Regions from separate parts of the Mus musculus genome. Here region 1 is linked to region 2. A link is a contact called in public Micro-C data. All regions are on one chromosome and are shown on one strand. The core of a region is the stretch at or near the end of the contact, and the rest is flanking DNA. Distances in the headings are between cores, read along the strand shown. Region 1 overlaps Gfra1 (glial cell line derived neurotrophic factor family receptor alpha 1). Region 2 overlaps Atrnl1 (attractin like 1).

Region 1 (4,068 bases), core at 186-2,685, 180 kb before region 2:
TGGGGATCAGGGAGACCTCAGCCTTCCTGAGGGCCCTCACCCTGCATCCTGACCCTGCCCACAGTGGGAGGCATCCCCAGCAGACGCCATGCTGTCTCCTAGGCTGAGAACGTGCCGCTCTCTCAGCACAGAACTCCCCTTTTTGGTTGTGCACAGTTGGTAGTTGATGTTGCCCCTGCAGCCCATGACCGGAGGCATGCTCATCTTGTACCTGGTCGTCTCTGTATCCTGTAAGCCAGGAGCGGAGCATGCCGTGGGCTAAATTAGTATCTGCTGCTTGAGGAGAACCTGTGGAGGGCAAGGGTAGCCTGGGCAGTGTGAACATCATACTTCAGAGCCAGCCTGTGTTCTCTTCTCCTTAGGGTCTATCCCTGGAATCCTGCCTGAGCTTCCTGTGTGGTCTTTACTACTGCAGCCTCCTCTTAGGCCAATGTGGGGCTGGGTCTCACACAGACTTGTGTTTCCTTCCGCTCCCAGTTTCCACCCCGCCAGGGTGTCCTGCCATTTTCGTTTCTGTGGGGGCATTTCCAACTCAGTGGATAAGAAACTTTTCTGTAATTTCCAAAGGTGATTAATTATGCAGAAATTTTCACATGCAAGGAAAACAAGAATTTAAAAGAGCTATCAACATGAAAAGCCCCAACACTCTGCTGGGATTTTCTTTCCCTCCCACAGTTGTCAGTGTAGAGCAAGTGAGGCAGAGCCTGGACTTCCACTCAGGTTATGATAACAGGCAGCTTGAAGCCCAGTTTCCCTTCTATGGATGGGACCACCGACTCTGTCCTCACAGGCATGAGGTTAAAGGGGAGGAAGCAGGTTGGCTGGTGGCTGCCACAGAGCACAGCGATCTCTGTTGCATTTTCTCCTTTCTGTTTTACTGTTTCTTTAAAAATTTCCAGATTAACATTTCTGTCCTATAGCGACAGAGTGGGATGTTTCCAGAGGTCATATGGCTAAACTTTAAATATCACCCTCCTTTCCCTTTTGGTATTTGGGCCTCCGTGAAAAGTGGGAGTACAGAGGCAGAGGAGAAAAATCTAGAGGTGCTTAGGGTATGTGTCACTTCCAGAACATTTCTTGTAGGATATGCAGTATTTAGCGTATATGGGTACAGAAAGATTCACATGAGTGGAGCTGACCACGAGACTGCTGGGCCCACAGTAGTGAGACTCACTATTGTTGAGGACACGTAGGCAGCAGAGAAAGGACTGGTAGTCTTGTGGGCCAGTGAAACCCTCCCTGACCGGAAGAGAGGAATTATCAAGTCGGGGGCTCTCACCTCTGAGTGATTCAGTCACACAAGGGGCAAAGGACCCTGGCTGATTCAGGAGGAAGGAACCTACGCATTCCTCCCCCATGGTTCCACTCAGTGAGTCAGGGCATCATCCCATTGGGAAGCAAGCCACCACCAGGGACAGAGAGGTTTGTCACAGAGGACTCAGGAGCCTGGGGACATCACTGCAGGAATGTGTGAATGTCAGCAGCAGCTGGGTTTAGGGTACGGGTGAGCAACATTTATTTGACATTTACAGCGTGCCAAGCTTTGTGCAGGGCTCTTTCCAGCAAAGCGGGAGTGGGAAGGCTGGGATGTGAGATGGTAAGTCATTTACATGTCACCCATGTGGTGCGACTGGAATTTGAGCTCAGGAGGCCGGGTGGGCTGCAGGGCCCAAGATCTTGAATCTGTGCCACCTGCTGCTGGGCCGAGGGTGCCTGTGTTGTGAGCTATGTGAGTGGCTACCAGAAACACTGAGCAGGCATGAGCTTGGATGCTGGAGGTAACTTTGGTGTTTGGGAACCTTAGCATCTTGTCTGGACAGAGCTCCACCACCTATTGGAAACATACTTCATTTCTCATTAAAATAGCAAATCTCCAGCCTTTTGGTTGATGTTCTACACACTCTTGAAAAAAATCACTGAGAATCCCAGGGGGGTTTGTTTATATGGGTTAAATCTATTAATACTTCCTATATTATATCAAAGCCGAGGGAATGTTTACACGCTAATGAAAAGCTCCATTTACATTTCACTTTAAAATAACATCAAGAAGCACATCCTGTGTTGCTTTAAATAACAATCTATTTTGTTAGAAGTAGCTCTCAAATCAAGCAACAAATACATGTAGGGAAGCGCACGGAAGAGTCTCTGCAACCCCTGGCATCTCGCAAGAAGATGGTTGGGCGGCTTCAGTTTTCAGTTTGTGGGATTTTCACACCAATCTTCTGTTGCTTCTCTGAGAATAAGAAATAAGGACTTCATTTGGCTGGAGAAACAACCACCCTGAACCTCTCCCAGTCCCCCACTCCCACCCCAAGGCTTCATGTGATCAGCAGGTTGCTGGAATCTAGCTTTAAACTGCTACCGTGGATAGATGGTGGTAATCTTGGCTTGAGATATAGATTCATATATGTACAGTTCTTCCCAAGGTCTCTAAACCAAGACAGTGCAGGTAGGTGTGCCTGCCCTGTGCCTGACCAGCTCCGCATGTTGGCACGGTGTGCCTAGGGGCTGTCTGGGAACAGGCACTTGAAGCCCTTTTGAGTGGACTAAGGACTAAGAATACCAGATTCTTGCAATCACCCAGCAGTTGCTTACCTGGCTCCATATAACAGCTTGAAGCTTCTTGGAACATGGGTCTGGGTAGAGGAAAAGCCTTCCCTTCCAGAAGACTGCAGCAAAGGAGTCAGACACCTTGCTGGAAAACCTGTCTACAGAAACAGGACAAAGGCCCAGAGATCACCCCCCACCCCCGAATTAAAACTTCAAACTGAACCACACTTAGCTACAAATAAGGCCTGTGGCTGTGACATTTCCCTCTTGTTCGTTAGACTGGCTGTTTTGTGAGCTGTGGCTGGTGATTAGTTCATTGGTGGGTCATCAGATGCTTTGTGGGGCTCAGAGGTAAGAGATGAGTGGGGTGTCCTCAGCACTGAGGAGAAAGACAAGGGCAGGTGTCTATGCCACAGCAGAAGGCCTGAGAGATGGTTCTGGAATTCCTCAGGCCGAGGTCTGGTGTGGGACCAGAGAATCTACCGTGGCAAGGCATGCTGCTACTGCTGCTGATCTGAGGCTCACACTTGGATAGCTACTGATTAGGAAAATGCTGGTCGGGTGCTCTAGGCTGGTGGTCAATGCCCCTTTCAGGTCTAAAGATTGATTAAGAAGGAACATGCCTAGATCAATGTTTCTGGGATCGGAGCCTTGGGCTCAGCGTGTTAGGAGGAGGACAGGACATGCTATAGCTGGGCTCTGGATTGTCGAGCCAGTTGGACATGATCACTAGGGAAGGCATTGAGGTCAGGAAGTTAGTCATGGGCAGGAGAATAAGCAGGAACCCCTCACTGCTTTAAAGCAGAACTATGCTTTGGGACCGAGAAGGGCTATAAAAGTCGGGTGGCAGCTTCTTACTCACGGAGGACACTAATGCTTGCATGTGGCTGTGTGTACCTGTGACCAGAGTATCTGAGGGAACAGCTTAAAGGGAGGAGACGTCGTTTTGGTCCACAGCTTGGGATCACTCTGCTCAGTTTCTGGCCCCTTGGGGAGACAGTATTATGGGCTGGGAACATGTGGCAGAATCTGTTCACTTCATGGTGGCCTGGATAGAGAGGGGACAAGATACAGCTCCCAAGGACACAACTCCAGTGACCCACTTACTCCATCTAAGCCACATCTCCTAAAGTTTCCAGAGCCCAAAATACTCCCACCAGCTAGGCACAAAGGTTTCAAAACATGAGCCTTTGGGGGTGGGGGAAACACTTCATTTCAAAGCATAAACATGTGGTTAACCATGAACCTTCTTAGATCCTTTCAGGGGTAGCCCAACCGCCTGTCAAATCTGTGTCTTCATTTTGTACATAAAGAAGGAGACAACCAGTTGTCCATAGGTTGACCTTGGCCTGAAATAGGGATGCAGTTGTTGGATGAGTTATAATTGAAAATGCATTCCCAACCAGAGGGCTCCAGGGCAGTTATTTAGAGAGAAGCCCTCCTTTCAGCAATGACCTTCAGAGCAGTCTTTGTGCCCTGAGCCACTGGGAGGACAGCTGATGTGTTCTTCTCTGTTCT
Region 2 (4,226 bases), core at 142-2,641:
TTGGTAGGATGGATAGTACGGCTTCAGGGCAGTTAAGCACCTTTTACTAAAGACAGTAGTGCCTAAAGAGCCTGGGTGACTCTCTAGCCATCTCTGGAGATGTTAGTAAGGAGACATCTGTAAATTAGGTGATTGGGACTGTGTTTATGACACTGATGTTGAGGGGGATAGAGCATCCTGTCTGTGGAAAGGAAAGAGATTAGGAACCCATTAAATACCATTTTATAAATCTACTGCGGGTAAGCTTGTAAGGCTCTTAGTGCATCAGCCCTCACACCACCAGCTCCCCCTCTCGAGTGCCACGCTCTGGCCACACCAAAAGCTTCCCCCTTCTCTCGAGTGCCACACTCTGGCCACAGACAATGCTTCTTAGAGTCTTTTCCTCAGTATCTCTCATCTCTGCAAAGGTGAGTGAATGTGGGGTCACTGGGAGATCTGGCCAGTCCAGTGAGCCTGCTACAGACACACGGTTGGTGAGTGACAGCAGCCAGCACTCTGTCCTCAGCCCCAGGCCCTTCCTGCCTTGGCTGCCCTCTCAGGTAGAAAAGGCCCAGGCATTTCCCCATTGCTACTGTACGAAGCAGGACTGTCTTCCCCCATCATTTTTGGTGGACTGTGCCTTGACATTTCCCCGGGGTTTCACATACCTCGTGCATCATTATGCTGCCTCCTAAAGCTATGTGACATTCCATGTAGATTTTCTGTTACTTATCAAGTTCACAGCTCTCCTATTATAAATAATGCTGATTTGACCTCCCCAGTTTATGAGTATTGGACCAAATTTCTGTTCATTTTCCTCAGGTGGATTCCTATGAAACCCACGGAGCCTGTGAGCCAAGGCTCTTGAGAAGCGCAGTCCAGTCAGGTTTACCAGAAGACGCCACGCCATCATCACAAGGCCTTTCACGTGTACAGCGACAGTCAATCCTGCACTAACTTGGCCGTTCTGAGTGTTATTATTATTTTAGTATGTATAATCAACTACTAATTAGGCCATAGGAATCTCACTATTTTATTAGTTGTTACTTTATCAATGGCTTCTTTATATGTTTTTTTCTCTTGCATATTGATAAGCTAGCTTATCTTCATTGATGTTCATGAGCTTTTCCTACCATAGAACAACCATCTTCTTTGTCTGTAGTGTTCCCTGGCTTCCCTGCTTGCTCTGGCTGTCTTTTTGCTCTTTTGATTAGTAAGAGTTGGCTTCTAGAGCCAGGCTGCATGTCTCCTACAGTTCTCCAAGCCAAATGCTTCCTGTTACCCGCAATGGGTGGCAAGCGGTTGCAGTCAGACTGAATCATTTAATAGTCTTATGTTAGCACATGGTGTGGTGGTGTGAAAAACAGCAGAGAGGAAGCACACCATGCGGGGCTCTGCTAAGGTATGCAGAGGCAGGAAATGAGTCACGGATGACTTTCCAGGCTTCCAGCTTTCCGACAGAGCACACAGACAGGTCCCCGAGTGTTAGGCTGCTCAGTAAGGAGGGCAAGAGGGTGGGGGCTCAGGGTGAGGCTGGCAAAGCAAAGGCCGGAGGCACCCTGAGCTCAGTCCCTCACACTGGTAACTGCACATCTCTCATGCTGTCTGCACAGGGCTTGTGCAAGATGGGCCATCAGCGGGATGTCCACTTTCCCCACACCCACTGACTCTGTAGTTTAGTGTAGTTGCTTTCTTCGATTAATTAACTGGGCCTCAGTTTTATCACCTATAAAGCAAGCATGAGGCTGTGACGAGAAAATAAGGTTGCTCTCATGTTATATATGAAGAAACAGGCACAAGAGACAGGGATTTTTATGAGTGTATCACAGCCAGTCACTCTGGTTAGCTCAGAAGCCAGTGAGTGTGGGAATGAAACTGGATACGGTCCGTGGGGGCTGCCAAGACGACGCAGAACGGAGAGTGCTTGCCCATAAGCTTGAAGACCCCTCAGACCCCACATAGAGGTGGAAGGGGAGGACCAGGTCCGCACAGCTGCCCTCCGACCTCCCACGTGCTCAATGGCCCCATCCCCTTACATCACACACACATGCAATAATAAATTTGAAAAAAAGAACATAAGAAAATGGCTTGTGCATTTTGATAAAAAAGTATTGCTATATTCAGTATCTTAAGACTGAAAAACCAAACCAAACCAAACCACCAGCAGCAGCAGCAGCAGCAGCAAGAAAACCCACTAGCATGCAGGACTAGAATTTAAAGCCCAGCCATTGGCCTGGCTTCTTCTCATTCAGATGTCTAACAACTCATTTGACGTCCACGGTGAGCAGTACCCGCACTGAGCCAAGTAAGAATCTTGACAAAAGTCTGCTGGAAAGTTTGTTGCATTTGCCCACCCCAATAGTGCACTTAAGGCTGGCATATGACACTATCAATGGCCTTTCCCTGCCGTGTGTGTTGGGTGTGGTGGCTTCTCAGATGCGATCTGAGCACTGGCAATGGGCAGGAGCCACCTGTGTGTGAGGAGAGGATGGGACGGAGGACAGGAGTGAGGAGGGGGTTGTGGCTTGGCTCCTGGACTTGATGAACAGTGGCCTGGAGGTGGGAAGGGGTGTGGTTTCTCTGAATGGCGCTGGTGAGAATCACTGTCACAAGAGGCCCTCAACACAACTCTTGAAGTAAGAAGCCCATGCAAAGTGCATGGGGACAAAGGATGAGCCTGCGTTGTTAACCACACCCCTGCCCCTGGCTCACACCCTCTGCAGAGGGCTTTCATGGCCATGTGGTCTTGTGGATGGAAGCGGTTTGGGAGGATGTTCTGGCAGTTGCCCTTTTGGCTCGATTTAGATGCTTCTGTTGGGCAGCGGGTACTTAGGCATCAAGTGAGTGGGATCAGGCAGCTTTAGCAGTGCCAAGCCTTGCCCAGAGATAAGATGGCAGGTCTTCGTGGTCCTCACCCCACTCCCACAGGTGGTAATACCCAGGCAGAAGCTGACTTTCCAGTTCTTCACACACTCTCAAGGGCCACAGACCAAGCAGGAACTCCCCTAACCTGCGTTCTCCCATCGACGTCACTTAGGGAAGATCATGTTTAATGATGCTTAAAGTATCCTTTGGGCCCCATGATCTCTGCTTAACTACACTCTAAACAGAAATATACATTCTAATCAAAAAAAATTAAATACATTCAGTGCATACTTTTGTTCTTTCCCAAGGTAAGATGATTCTCCCTGGAAATTCGAGAGCATCAGTCTGATATTGTTTGACATCTGTCTGACCCATCTCTACCCATTTTAAAAGCTCAGTAAAGTGATAAAATTCCTGATCATGCATAGTCATCTCCTCTCTTCAGCACACCTGGAGTCTTCCAGGCAGACGTGGTTGGAGGGCTGCACATGCTGCAAGCCCTAGGGGATGGCCTGGAGGGGGGAGGAGGGCAGGAGACAGGTCCTAATTCTGAGATCCTTGCATACTGTTGCACTTAGCCTTCATCCTATGGTTTGTGTAGGGTGGCCCTGGTGAGTTTTAGAACTAAGTATGTGTGAGCAAAAACTGGAGGGCAATTCTGGTTCCCAGAGTGGAGCGGCCTTCTCTGTTTGTGTCTTATATATAAAGCAACTGAGGCAGAGGGGATACAGAGATGTATCCATATGAGAGCTACAGAGTGGCAGATTTGACTGGTAACTGTCACACAGCTGACTTCAAAACCAGCAACTAAGAGAAACAAGGAAACCTGGGCAGGAGACTGGGCACACGTCAGAGAGGGAGAGAGAGCAAGAGAGAGCGAGAGAGCGCGCTCAGTGTCAAAGTCTGGAAAGGGTTGCTTGAATGAAGCCATTTTCTTTAAAAAAAATCTGAATCAAAGTATGGTAGTGTAAACAGAGAGGTAATGATGGGAAAGAAACGTGTGCGAGGAGACAGAGACCAACCCTGACCCTCCCTCTTCCTCTGGCATAGCCAGAACCCCACATACCCTGCTCCCTCACACCGAAGATTTATTCCACAGGGAAAAAAAAACAGCCAGTGAATCAAATAGCTTCCTTATCATTAGGTTCAAGAGAAAAAGGAGAATCAGTGGGGGAGAGGCAGCCAGCGAGAGGGAGGGTGTGTGTACATCAGAGAGGTCTTGGGGAGCCATGAGATGAGTGGACAGATGTGCCTCTGCGTGTCTCTCGCTCACAGAGTGCACTTGGCCGTTGCTTAGGTGTCCTGAGGAATAGTCACCTGGAATTTGCTAAGCGTGTCCGTGGTGGGCAGAATCATATCCCTTCTCCACTCTGCAGGTGCAC

Evidence for each region. A called contact is a pair of places that touch in the nucleus more often than the background predicts.
Region 1: a contact with region 2 is called in a Micro-C map of muscle stem cells, with 4 times the contacts expected there. The contact joins two enhancer-like sites. A contact is called at or near these places in 2 of 484 Hi-C or Micro-C datasets (muscle stem cells and nephron progenitors) and 2 of 115 datasets of contacts at active chromatin or transcription factors (memory CD8 T cells and pancreatic cancer cells).

Annotation. Positions count from the first base shown.
Region 1 is chr19:58,285,753-58,289,820 of GRCm38.p6, reverse strand. All of the region lies in intron 6 of Gfra1 (glial cell line derived neurotrophic factor family receptor alpha 1), which reads left to right. It overlaps Gm46650, which reads left to right. Exons shown (of 2, transcript XM_017318325.2): 2 at 1-4,068. Among named protein-coding and RNA genes, the nearest start is that of Gm46650, 6.8 kb to the left of the region's middle. Within about 2 kb of position 1,435, at least 7 of the 459 cell types and tissues checked have an H3K27ac peak or open chromatin away from gene starts, as enhancers often do. A contact at or near this core is called in muscle stem cells, where this site is marked.
Region 2 is chr19:58,101,921-58,106,146 of GRCm38.p6, reverse strand. All of the region lies in intron 28 of Atrnl1 (attractin like 1), which reads right to left. Among named protein-coding and RNA genes, the nearest start is that of Gm50287, 4.2 kb to the right of the region's middle. Within about 2 kb of position 1,391, at least 125 of the 459 cell types and tissues checked have an H3K27ac peak or open chromatin away from gene starts, as enhancers often do. A contact at or near this core is called in muscle stem cells, where this site is marked.